2 separate regions of the Mus musculus genome follow, and region 1 is linked to region 2. A link is a contact called in public HiChIP or PLAC-seq data. All regions are on one chromosome and are shown on one strand. The core of a region is the stretch at or near the end of the contact, and the rest is flanking DNA. Distances in the headings are between cores, read along the strand shown.

Region 1 (5,149 bases), core at 145-2,644, 97 kb before region 2:
ACCTGCCTGCAGCCCCCTGACCTGCTGAGAACTGGTTTCCGAGGCCCCTCCCACTCACTGGCCTTCTCTGCTACATCAGGTTTTCTGGGTGGGTGCTTCCTTCCAGCCTTCTGTGAGCCTCGTTAGAGTGCACAGTACTAGTGTCCTGCCTGTTTCTGGGCACATCTTTGCTAAGTGGCCTCACATTTCTGCTTGAGCTGAAGGCCTCAGAGTGTGAGATATATACAGAAACCTACTCCTTAGGGAAAGAGTTTTTTGGTCACAGGTAACAGCACCCAGCAGTCAGTGAGAGGTGGTAATGCCTTTGAGGACATTTTTATAGGTGAAGCAGCAGGATGCCCACATACATTCATGCATGTCTAGAAACATATCAAACAGTGAATGAGGATTGATTCAGACCTGCAGTCTGGCCTGTGGGGTTTCCTGGTTTTAATGTGGGGCTTCAGTTATAGCAGATGTCACCAATGGGGGGTGGGGGGAGGGAGGGCAGGGGCTCTGTTCTGTATTGAACCCATATTTATAAAAACAAAACAAAACACAGAGATATCTGACTGTTCAGGTCTATGATCCGAACTGCTACGGAGGCTGGGGCAGGTGGTTCAAGGCCTGCCTAGGCAACGTAGTGAATTACTGTGTGTACAAATGAAAAGTGACAAGTGCGGGTAGGATAGTCCAGTGGTAGAGGGCACACAGTTCCGTTCCTAGTACAGAGTATCGGAACATTCTTCTCTTCCAAATAAAACAAGCCAAACATAACAAAACCCCAACCCCTTTATAAACACAAGCCTTGTGAACTCCAGGACGCCTGGGATGGCAGATAGGGGAAAGGAGACACAGAAATAACTCAACCTTTGGTTCAGGGTCTGTTTATGAATGTGGAATGAAACCTGGACTATGAACCTAGCCATCCTGGCTTCTAAGAACATGCAGAGAACCATGGTGATTATCCTGCTCATAACATTCACATGAATGTTAAGGATTTTCACAGAAATGTAATGGCTTCTGACTGGATAGCACACCACCAGCTGTGCTGAACTTTCCTAAAACTCACCCAGCTGTCTGCAAGAACTGGGCAGGCACCAGCTCCACGCAGTGACAGCACAGGAAGGGCAAGGATTAGTGTCCTTGTGACAGGGAACAAAGCATATTTAAAAAAAAAAAAAAAAAGGCTTACAAAGAAGATCGCGTTCAGAACCCCACTGTAGATCTAAGAGAACCCTGGCACACTGTGTTAAGAGATACAAGCAGCTTGAACTGGGAGGTGACAAGAAGAGAAAGGGCCAAGTGACCAGGTTCTAAGTTGATTTTTCACAAAAACAATAAAATTGTAAGGTTAGATTTTAAAGAACAAAAGTTAACAGCATTTGTTTGGAGAGGAAACAAAAGAGGAATTGTCTCCTAGTGACTCTTTCCCTGTTCTTTCAATTGCCAGGGACTCATTTCAAACCATGCTGAGAAGGTTTGTGCTGGCAGCTAAGCCCAGGCTTGGTGGTGTGAGACTTCAAAACAGGAGCCGAGGAAAGGAGAAATTCAACCCAGAATTTGAGTTACTCGCCTGTAAGTGTGCTCTATGGTTTTAAGAAACAACACTGAAACAAAAACTCCAGACTTCTAATCTTAGGGGTTTTCTCATTCATTTATAACTGATCAAGACGTCATTTCAAAGAATTAAAGACTTGACAAATAGGCCACTCCTCAGATGACAGTCAGCGAAGACTATGGGTTTACCAGTTCAGTACCTAGCATTAGAAAAGCAAAAACAACAATCGCTGCACTTTTCTGAATTTAATCCTTAATCGTGGCTAAGGAATTTTTTTGAAAACGTACACTACATAGTTACCACTTTTCTCTCCCTTAACAGCTCTTCAGTGTCCCAGGTTATGCAAAGAAACCAGTATACAAAACTATAGTAAATTAAAATAAACATGCATGCACTGTATCTGATATAAACAGCCACGAAGCTACAACGCACACACAAACGTTTCCAAAGGAAAAGAAATACAACTTTTGAACTCTATGAACAGGCTCAGGTGTGAGAGTTTGGGGAAATCGCAGGGGTCAGCACACCCCAAGCACAGTGTATCCCGACCATGGAGTCTCTCTCCCCTGCTGGGTAACTCTGCTTGCCATAGCAGCAGCGAGGACACAGCCCCACAAGGAAGATGGGTCTGGAGGTCTTAGTGTGCCAGGTGAAGAGACAGGAGATGGGAAGGAGAAAGCTAATAGGGAACAGAACCACATGGCCTGTAGAAGCTGCAGGTAGCAAGACGTCTCATAGCTGGAGAATAAGTATAATGCCCATTCTAGACATATAGCTTATAAATATAATAACTGGTTTGTGTGTGTGTTTTTATACGGGTTTATTGGGGTAAGAAATCCACGAAACAGTTGGCACCCCTACGTCGGGCTTAGAACCTAACTAACTTGAAATAAAAGACCCCCGCCTCCCACCCCCGTCCCCCCAATATAAACAGCTAGGGCTGCGGTCTAAAGCTGCGGCACTGTGTAAATTAAACGCTGCCTCCCCAAGCCCTAAGCAAACCCTAGCAACCAGAGGCGGCACCCCAGCCAGAGCTGGGATTTAGGCAGCGCTAGCATCACAACAGTTGGGGTTCCCTGAAACTAAAGAAGGACTAAGGACCCTGGGGCGCGACTGCCTGCGAAATAGCCTTCTCAAAAGCACAGCAGGCATCTCCGCCCAAGCAGCCTTCCCCGTTTGCTTCCCCGTGTCTTCCAGGTCTAAACAGAAAACCGGACAACCAGACCGACTGCCCCAACCACCTGAAATCCGCGTCCTTGACCCAAACAAAGACAGGACCTCACAGAAGCGAACTGCAGTGTCCCAAAGCGAACAGCAGAGGGAGACAGAGGTACAAGAAGCTCTGGATCAGGTAATAAGAATTATAAATTGATATTTTGAACAGTTTGACAGGGATGGATTTAAAGGAAATCGACACACTGTCAATTATCATTATGACATGGTTACTATCATGGTTTATCATGTCTTCTCAAAAAGACAGGGCCCTAAATAAACAATTACGAGCTTAGAAAAGGAATTAGAGGAACTAAAGGTACAGGATTTATAGGTCAAGATAGGCGACAGAGAGAGAAAATTGAAGGTTGCAGAGAGGAACTGGAAAAGATGCTAGAACAAAAGATGCAGAAATTTACAAATCAGACTGAACCACAAAGAGATAGCGATAAAATTTGGAAACAGAGTCTAGAGGATAATTTACTAACACTAGTAAATAAAAATATGGTAGATGCTGCAATATCAGAATTACAACACGAAGAGAAGTTAGAATCACGGAAGCAGGGCCTAGAACAGAAGGTACAGGAGTTTACAGAGCAGCATGAGCAACAGAGAGAGAATTTTAAGGCCTGACAATGGCAACATGGCTTAGAGGGAATGCTAGAATTAAAGTCACTGACATTGACAGGTCATAGTAAGTGACAGAGAGAACAAAATGAAGGTGGGAGACGGACTGGAAAAGACGCTAGAAGAAAGGATGCAGCAGCTCACAGGTCAGACTGAGAGGCAGAGAGAAAATAATGAGGATTGGAAGCAAGGCTTGGAGAACCTTTTAAAATCAATCAATCAAAATAAAGTAGACAGCAGAATACCAGAATTATAATGAAGAAAAAATGAGAATGTGGAAGCAGAACTTTGGACAGAAAGAACAGGAACTTATGGAATAGGAGGAACTTAAAATATCAGGGAAAATACTCAGGTAGAGACAGAAGATAACATTGGAGAAAACCAACCAAAGGTTGATAGAAACCAGACTTTAGTTCATCCGGTTAGCACACAGCAAAGAACAGCACACGATGGTCCTTCACAGAACTGTCGGGAACTCGAATGGCAACGTGTGGGTCTGTTAGACCGGAGGACATTTAAGGAAAGTGTCACTAATTTTGGAATACATCTGCCATTTGTAAAACAAAACAAATCCTGACTTCTTGGGCTATTAAAAATAGAGTAATCCCCCAAGACTGGAAGGATATGGCAAAGGCAATACTAAAACCTGCGTCACATTTACAATGGTTCTCATGGTGGAGAGAAGAGGCAAAGGAGATAGCAAGACAAAATCGAGCCGGGGTAGAGAGATTTCCACAGAGCAGCTGCTTGGTGAAGGTTGCTTTGCTGAGATAGACGTGCAGGCTGAAGACCTTGGCTACAGACAAGAAGAGAAAGATTGACAAGATCAACAAGATAAGTGAGGTGTATGCCTCTGTACACAGAGACACTCTGGGGACTAGTGAGACTTAAACGTCTACATACAGCCAATAATACTTATTGAATACAACATTCTCTTGACTTATTACTACATACCATCCTTTCAGATTGAAAGAATGGAAATTTATGTTGTAGTTTGATTATGTGATCAAACTAACATGTAAAGAAAGACAGTTGACTTTCTTTATTGGTCTTCCTTAACTGATCTGTGCACCCTGCACGTTCCATATGAATGTCTTTACAGAGCCATGTGCTGCTTGTAAGGTTTGTATAATGCAGAATGAAAGAGGAGAGAGACAGCCCTGAGAAGATTTACTCTCTGGGGTGCTAAGAATCTGGGACCTTCCATTCCAGCTCCTTGCTTGATTCTACCTCAATTACATCGAAGCTGTTTCCTCTAAAGACTTGCTTCCAGGACATTTCCAGAACAGGTAGCTCACCCAGCCAGCCCTTCAGACTGTTTCAGTCAGGACTTCAGCTAAGGCAAATGATGTCCTCCTTTGACAAAATCAATTTTCCTATTTCCCTTTGGGTCCCCAGAAGGGAATCTTCACCCCAATTCAGCTAGAAGCAAGCAAAAGAAGATCATTATCCCAGGCTCTTAGGTTGGAGTAGATGATCTGGCTATTTTATGAATAACAGGTATGTTGTCATTTTAAGGGGTAACTGACAAATATTGTAACTTCGGACAGGGAGGAAACTTGAGGCCTTAGACTCAGGGATTTCTACCTTTCCTTTCTTCTTTTTTCTTCTTAGGTAAAGGGAGGGGGTGGAAAGAAAAAGGGAGAATATAGTAATATTAGAAAAATTAGAGAAATAGATAGAGATAAGATATTAAATTTGCTCTTAAACAAAGCATTGTATAGCCATAATCTTACATTGGTAGAAATCCTTATATTGATGCAAAATTGA
Region 2 (5,819 bases), core at 1,984-4,483:
AAGCTGTGGGCCTCTGGGGAGCTGCCAGTAACTGAGGAGAAGGGGAAACTCGCAGCATTCTAACAGGACGCTTCAGACTTGAGGGGAACCTCAGAGACTGGGGTGGGACCTTAAATAAGTCATTGAGGTTTTCTATACCTAAATTTCTCCATTTTGAAGCAGGCTAGGAGGGGGGGTTCTTCATGGGCTGCCCCCCAAATTAAATGGCTCCTTGTATTTACTTTCTGTGATCAAATATCTGAGATGGCTCAGCGGTTAAGAGCACTGACCTTCTTCCAGAGATCCTGAGTTCAAATCCCAGCAACCACATGGTGACTCACAACCATCTGTAATGAGATCTGATGCCCTCTTCTGGTGTGTCTAAAGACAGCTACAGCGTAGTTACATATAATAATAAATCTTTGGACCGGAGGGAGTGGGGCCAGAGCGAGCAGAGGTCGAGTTCAATTCCCAACAACGACATGGTGGTTCACAACCATCAGTACAGCTACAGTGTACTCATATACATAAAATAAATCAATCTCTGAAAAAAAATCTGAGAACAGCAATTTAAAGAAGGTAGGGCTTAATTTGGTTCATAATTTGAGGGTATAGTTTGTCACTGTGGGACATGCATAGTAGCAGGACCATATGGCATCCAGTGAAGCCATTACAAGCGTGAAGAGACAACTAGCAATTTTCTCTTCTGTATTCAATTGAGACCCTTGCTGACAGCTTGGTCTGCCTACATTTAGGATGGCTCTTCTCTCCTCAGTTAAGCCTTTCTGCTAATACATTCATAGACACACCTAGAGATTGTATCCATGGTGATTTTTAACACATATCTTGACACACCAGTCAAGATAAAAGTGAACATTAATCAACACATAAATATTGGAACGGGTTTTCTATTTATTTACTTACTTGTTTTTATTTAAATTTTTTTATTTAATTTTGTTTAATTTTTTGAGACAGGGTTTCTCTGCATAGCCCTAACTGTTCTAGAATGCTAGCCTCAACATCACCTCCCTTTTCCTCCAGAGGATTGGGACTAAAGTTAGGTACCACCACCCCACACTCAGCTATAACAGGGTTCCTTACATAGAGTAATAGTGTAGAACTGGTGCTAGGGAACTGTAGAGATGGTTTCTGCTATTTGAGAAGATCACACTCACATAACAGCTCTAACTCTAGTATCCAGAAGATCCAATACCCTATTCTGGCCATCCAGAGTATCAGCCACACACTCGTGGTTTCCCGACATACATGCCATCGAGACACCTTTACACATAACTTCTTTAAAACAAAACAAAACAAAACAAAACAAAACAAAAACTTGTCTGAAACACCGGTTCCATCACCAGTACCAGCCCTTCAAAAATTGCATGTTCTTTGTGTTGTGAGTGGAGTAGTATATATTTAAAATTTTCCTAATTCATGCACATGAACTGGATTCTCTATATAGGATATTTATATAATAATATAACAAGGCTATATTACACATATAATAAGAATTAATTCTAAAAAGCAATTTCAAGGTCAAAGTACTTGCTTATTTTTATGTCTGGTAATTTTTACTGAATTATCCTGAAACGAGGAAAAAAACAAGACATTTAAAAAAGAAAACAAAATATGTCTAGAGGTACATGGCCAACAACGTGCGTGTTTGTCGCCTGGGAATTGCTATTTATTTGGAAACTTTGAGTTGACAGTTTCAACTTTGAGTTGTCAACCTTGAAACTGACTTTTCCAGGACAGCTCACAAACCTTGAAGGATTCTTGTGGTCAAAAGCCTTCCCTGACCGGGAATCGAACCCGGGCCGCGGCGGTGAAAGCGCCGAATCCTAGCCACTAGACCACCAGGGACGGACAGAACATAAGGTGAACCTGGGTTGTAATCGCACTTAAGGTGAACTCGGGTCGGAATCGTAAAAGTGCCGAATCCTAGTCACAAGACTACCAGGGAATAACAGAATTTGAATGGCATGTCATGTAGTAGGGTATTTACCAATAAATGCCGGCAGGACCAGAAACTGAAGACTAGCAGGTATCAAGTGTGCTCACATCCACCCCCCAGCGTCCTACAGCCTCTGTTCCACCTCTCATGTTTCCCGGGGCCAGGTGGTGCACTGGGCTCTGAGGCCAGGCCATAAGGAAACTCACCTGGATTCCAGACCAGTCTAGCCTTGTGCAGAAACACTTTTTCGGGTTCGTGGTGGTTTAAGTGAGGACAGGTCTCAGTGTGTGTCGAGCATCCTTTTCCAGGTCCCTTACATGATAATTGGCTCAAGGGAGCAATTGGCATGCTGGTTCCGTTTCTTCCCCGACCATCTCGAGCATCCTAACGGTCTTTCGAGAGGAAGACTTAGCAGGAAGACTTAGTGGAGACTTGCCTGACTAGATGCTGTGCTCTGCAGCTGTGCTTAGGGAAGGAGGAAAGCAAATGGCTTTCAGGAAAAACAAACAAAAAAACGAAAACAAGCAAAAAAGAAAAACAAAACCTTTCTGGTTTTTAGACACTAAACACTGTCAACCTGTAGAGATTTCGGAAGACGAAAGTTGCAGATTCCCGGATCTAATGCTAAGGGAAGTTAGCTTGCCTCTGCGCCCCAATGCTCAACCCAGTCTCAGCAGGGGATGGAGGTCAATCCTGGTGTTCACAGGGCTGCCTGCGGTGGGTGGGGGACTCCTAGGCATTCCCTTTCCACCTCTGCCTCAAATACAGCCACCTAGGTTCTGTCATTTTTGCCTCCACTTCACCCTCTTTCCCCTATGTCTCCTTATTTTGAACATAGTCCTCAACCAACCTCCGAGTGCTGAGATCCCCTTCATTCAGTTCCTCATGCGGTGGTGACCCCCACCCATAAAATTATTATCATTGCTACTTCGTAACTGTAACTTTACTACTGTATAAATTGTGATGTAAATATATGTGTTTTAGGAAAGCAAACATGTCCCCTTTCAGGGATCTTACAAATGTTAGCAATGATGCTGATGAGGCCGGGAGAAAAAGCTTACACCATGCCTTGAAGATTCATCCATGACACTAAGTTGCACCCTGTGTAGTGGTGGCTTCTGACGGAGTCAAAGTGTCACTGTGGTTGCAGTCCTTCAGGCAGTGCCAACGTGCTTAATAGTGGAAGAGTGTGCCAGAGACTGACAATTACTCTGGACCAGGAGACCGCATCTCCAGGAAGAGCACAAAGCATTATCGGCAGGGAGTTCAGACCAGCAGCCTAGTGGGATGGGCATTTACACCAGCAAGCCCTTGGAGAATTTTCACCTGTGCTGACCCTTCTCTGACTTGACCTCTGATGCCCCACTCCCCTTTAGAATACCCAGGTACTCATTCATTTACAGGTCTCAGTGGCAGCATCTGTGCTTTGTACTTACTGAATAGTTTGTTTTCACAGTTTCAGCTAAGGTCTGGCTTTATCTTTGTCAAAGCAATTCAAGTAGTAGCTTTAGGCGAAAGAAAACTGACCCAAATCATGGCTACATAAATTTAAGTGTGTGTGTGGGGTGGTGGTGGTGGTGGAGTGGGTATATGTGGTGGTGGTGGTGTTGGTATGTGTGGTGTGTGTGGGGTGTGTACGGGCTAAAAGTGGGGTACAAGAGATCATCAACATTGGACATGGGGAAGATGAGAGTTTTTATAGCTCAGGAGTAGGGGGTTTCCAAGCGGGGTTCGGCTGGCAAATAGGCAGAGTGACAGAAACATAACAAAGTGCTGATAATACTCTCCAGAAACAAAGACATGGCTGTACGGTGGTCATACCAACTTTTTGAAACAAAGGTATAGTTTTTTTCCTGGGACAGGCAGTACAGAGCCATATGTAGTTAAGGTTACAGGTAGAGCATAGCCCAGTCCTTGAGAAACAGAGGTTTAATCACAAACAGGAGTTAACCTGGTGTGTTCTTACTAGGTGGCTTCCAAGCCTAAGATGGATAAACCAAGCATGCTGGTTTATCAGTAGCAGCTGTGATGGCAGGAACAGCTAAGACAGGGGCTACCTGGCCCTGGCCATTTCTCAGGTGTTGTCTCCTGCACCTTCTCTCCATTGGCTCTTCTTTAACAGTCTTCCATAACAGCCTTCAAGTGAGCACAGGCAAGGCACAACATACACTATGTGGCCATGATACACACATCTCCTCTACAGAAAAAACGTGTAGAGGTCACTAAATAACCAGGAAAACGATCGGCTTTAGAAATAAAATCTGGAATGGGTAAGCCACATAGTGCACAAACTAAGATATGCTCTTTTCAAAAATAATAGTCATGGTGTTTGGTACAAGGGTGGCCCACCACCCTTGTACCGCAGCACTCTGGAGGACCAGTTGAAAAGAGAGTGCTAGGGCAGCGTGAGATTCATAAAACCTTCTCTCAAACATAAATGGTAGCAGTACTAGCTGTGTGCTGCAGAGTGGCTATGTTGATGTTCTCTGTGGTGGTGACCTTGTTACTAGAGCAATCACTTGAACTTCAGGTTTCCTGCCACTCACCGGATACCCAGACCACCTTAATTTGCAGGTGAAAAGAGTAGGGGGCGCATGCCTTAGCTGTTTAAGGGTTGGCAAAGGCATCAGGATCTTTTTATCTCGAAGGGGAGTCGGGGTGGGGTGTGGTGGGAGAGCGCATTCCTTTCAGGAATTTGAGTCTCACGGTTTAGCATTGATATCCCATCAGCAGGGTTAGGGTGTCCAGACCCTAGAAGGGTGCCGGTTTGGGCGTGTTTGTCCATCTGCCACTGATAATGTTGTTTAGCTGTCCGCCGGGGAGAGAGAGGACAAAAAGCTGTTTAAAATGACAACAGGAGTCCCAGGGTAGGTGTGAACTTGGAACCTTTAGGTTAACATTCCTTGGCTGGGCTGTGTTCGCGAAGTGAGTGGGCGCTACGCACCCGCCAGCGTCTCCCGGATGCTGGAATTCCGCTGCCACACATGAGAACCCCACGCTGACCAGGCTACGGCCCGGGTGACCAACAGGACCCAGAGAAGGAGCCCATGTGCGCTTTAGGATCCGGGTTTAGCGGTAGTGGGTTAATCCGCTCTAATTGCCCGGTGGCGGCAGCGCGAGTTCCTCGCTAGACGCCACCAAATAAAGGACGCTGTGTGTGTGTGTGTGTGTGTGTGTGTGTGTGTGTGTGTGTGTGTGTGTGTGTGTGTGTGTTTTATTCGGGAATATTTTGCCCGGTGGCGGCAGCGCGAGTTCCTCGCTAGACGCCACCAAATAAAGGACGCTGTGTGTGTGTGTGTGTGTGTGTGTGTGTGTGTGTGTGTGTGTGTGTGTTTTATTCGGGAATATTTTGACCAACTTGCTACCCCCAAATGGGGGAGGGGAGACTGGAGAGCCAGTTCAATGGTTAAGAGTTCTATTGGCTGTTGGATTCCCAGCGTTTATGTTGGCTGCTCACAACTTTTAATAATTCTAGCTCTAAGCAGGGCGTGGTGGCGCATGCCTTTAATCTCAGCACTTGGGAGGCAGAGGCAGGCGGATTTCTGAGTTCAAGGCCAGCCTGGTCTACAGAGTGAGTTCCAGGACAGTCAGGCTACACAGAGAAACCCTGTCTCGGAAAAACAAAACAAAACAAAACAAACAAACAAACAAACAAAAATCCGGCTCTAGGGAATGCCAATGCCTTCTGTGGGCAACTGCGCGCGCGTGCGCGCACACACACACACACACACACACGCACACGCACATTTTAGGAAGTGAGTGGGCTGTAATTGAGAGGTGCTATCTCGCTGAGATGCTGTCAGGCTGAGAAAGCCTAGAGAAGTGGGGTCCCAGGCAAACTCACCAAAGGCCCCCGTGTAAACAGTGCACCTGGTTCTGCATA

The links. HiChIP or PLAC-seq counts read pairs in DNA pulled down with a chosen protein or histone mark.
Region 1: an H3K4me3 HiChIP or PLAC-seq map of embryonic stem cells shows a contact between it and region 2, with 20 read pairs. The contact joins the enhancer-like site here to the promoter of Platr30 in region 2. A contact is called at or near these places in 7 of 39 promoter capture datasets (the C10 cell line, cranial neural crest, embryonic stem cells and 4 more), 3 of 15 datasets of contacts at CTCF or cohesin (CD8 T cells, the NIH/3T3 cell line and embryonic stem cells), 4 of 484 Hi-C or Micro-C datasets (the G1E-ER4 cell line, bone marrow-derived macrophages, embryonic fibroblasts and 1 more), 24 of 115 datasets of contacts at active chromatin or transcription factors (CD8 T cells, the HPC-7 cell line, bone marrow-derived macrophages and 14 more) and 1 of 9 other capture datasets (embryonic stem cells).

Annotation. Positions count from the first base shown.
Region 1 is chr3:96,438,451-96,443,599 of GRCm38.p6, reverse strand. BC107364 (cDNA sequence BC107364) reads left to right here. Exons shown (of 4, transcript NM_001256181.1): 2 at 1,433-1,557; 3 at 2,738-2,891. The coding sequence starts at 1,449. Among named protein-coding and RNA genes, the nearest start is that of n-THgtg2, 5.1 kb to the right of the region's middle. Within about 2 kb of position 1,394, at least 19 of the 459 cell types and tissues checked have an H3K27ac peak or open chromatin away from gene starts, as enhancers often do. A contact at or near this core is called in embryonic stem cells and pancreatic cancer cells, where this site is marked.
Region 2 is chr3:96,342,701-96,348,519 of GRCm38.p6, reverse strand. It overlaps Platr30 (pluripotency associated transcript 30), which reads right to left and starts at 3,233. Exons shown (of 6, transcript NR_152105.1): 1 at 2,998-3,233; 2 at 2,143-2,396. n-TEttc3 (a tRNA gene) reads right to left here and starts at 1,845; the gene lies at 1,774-1,845.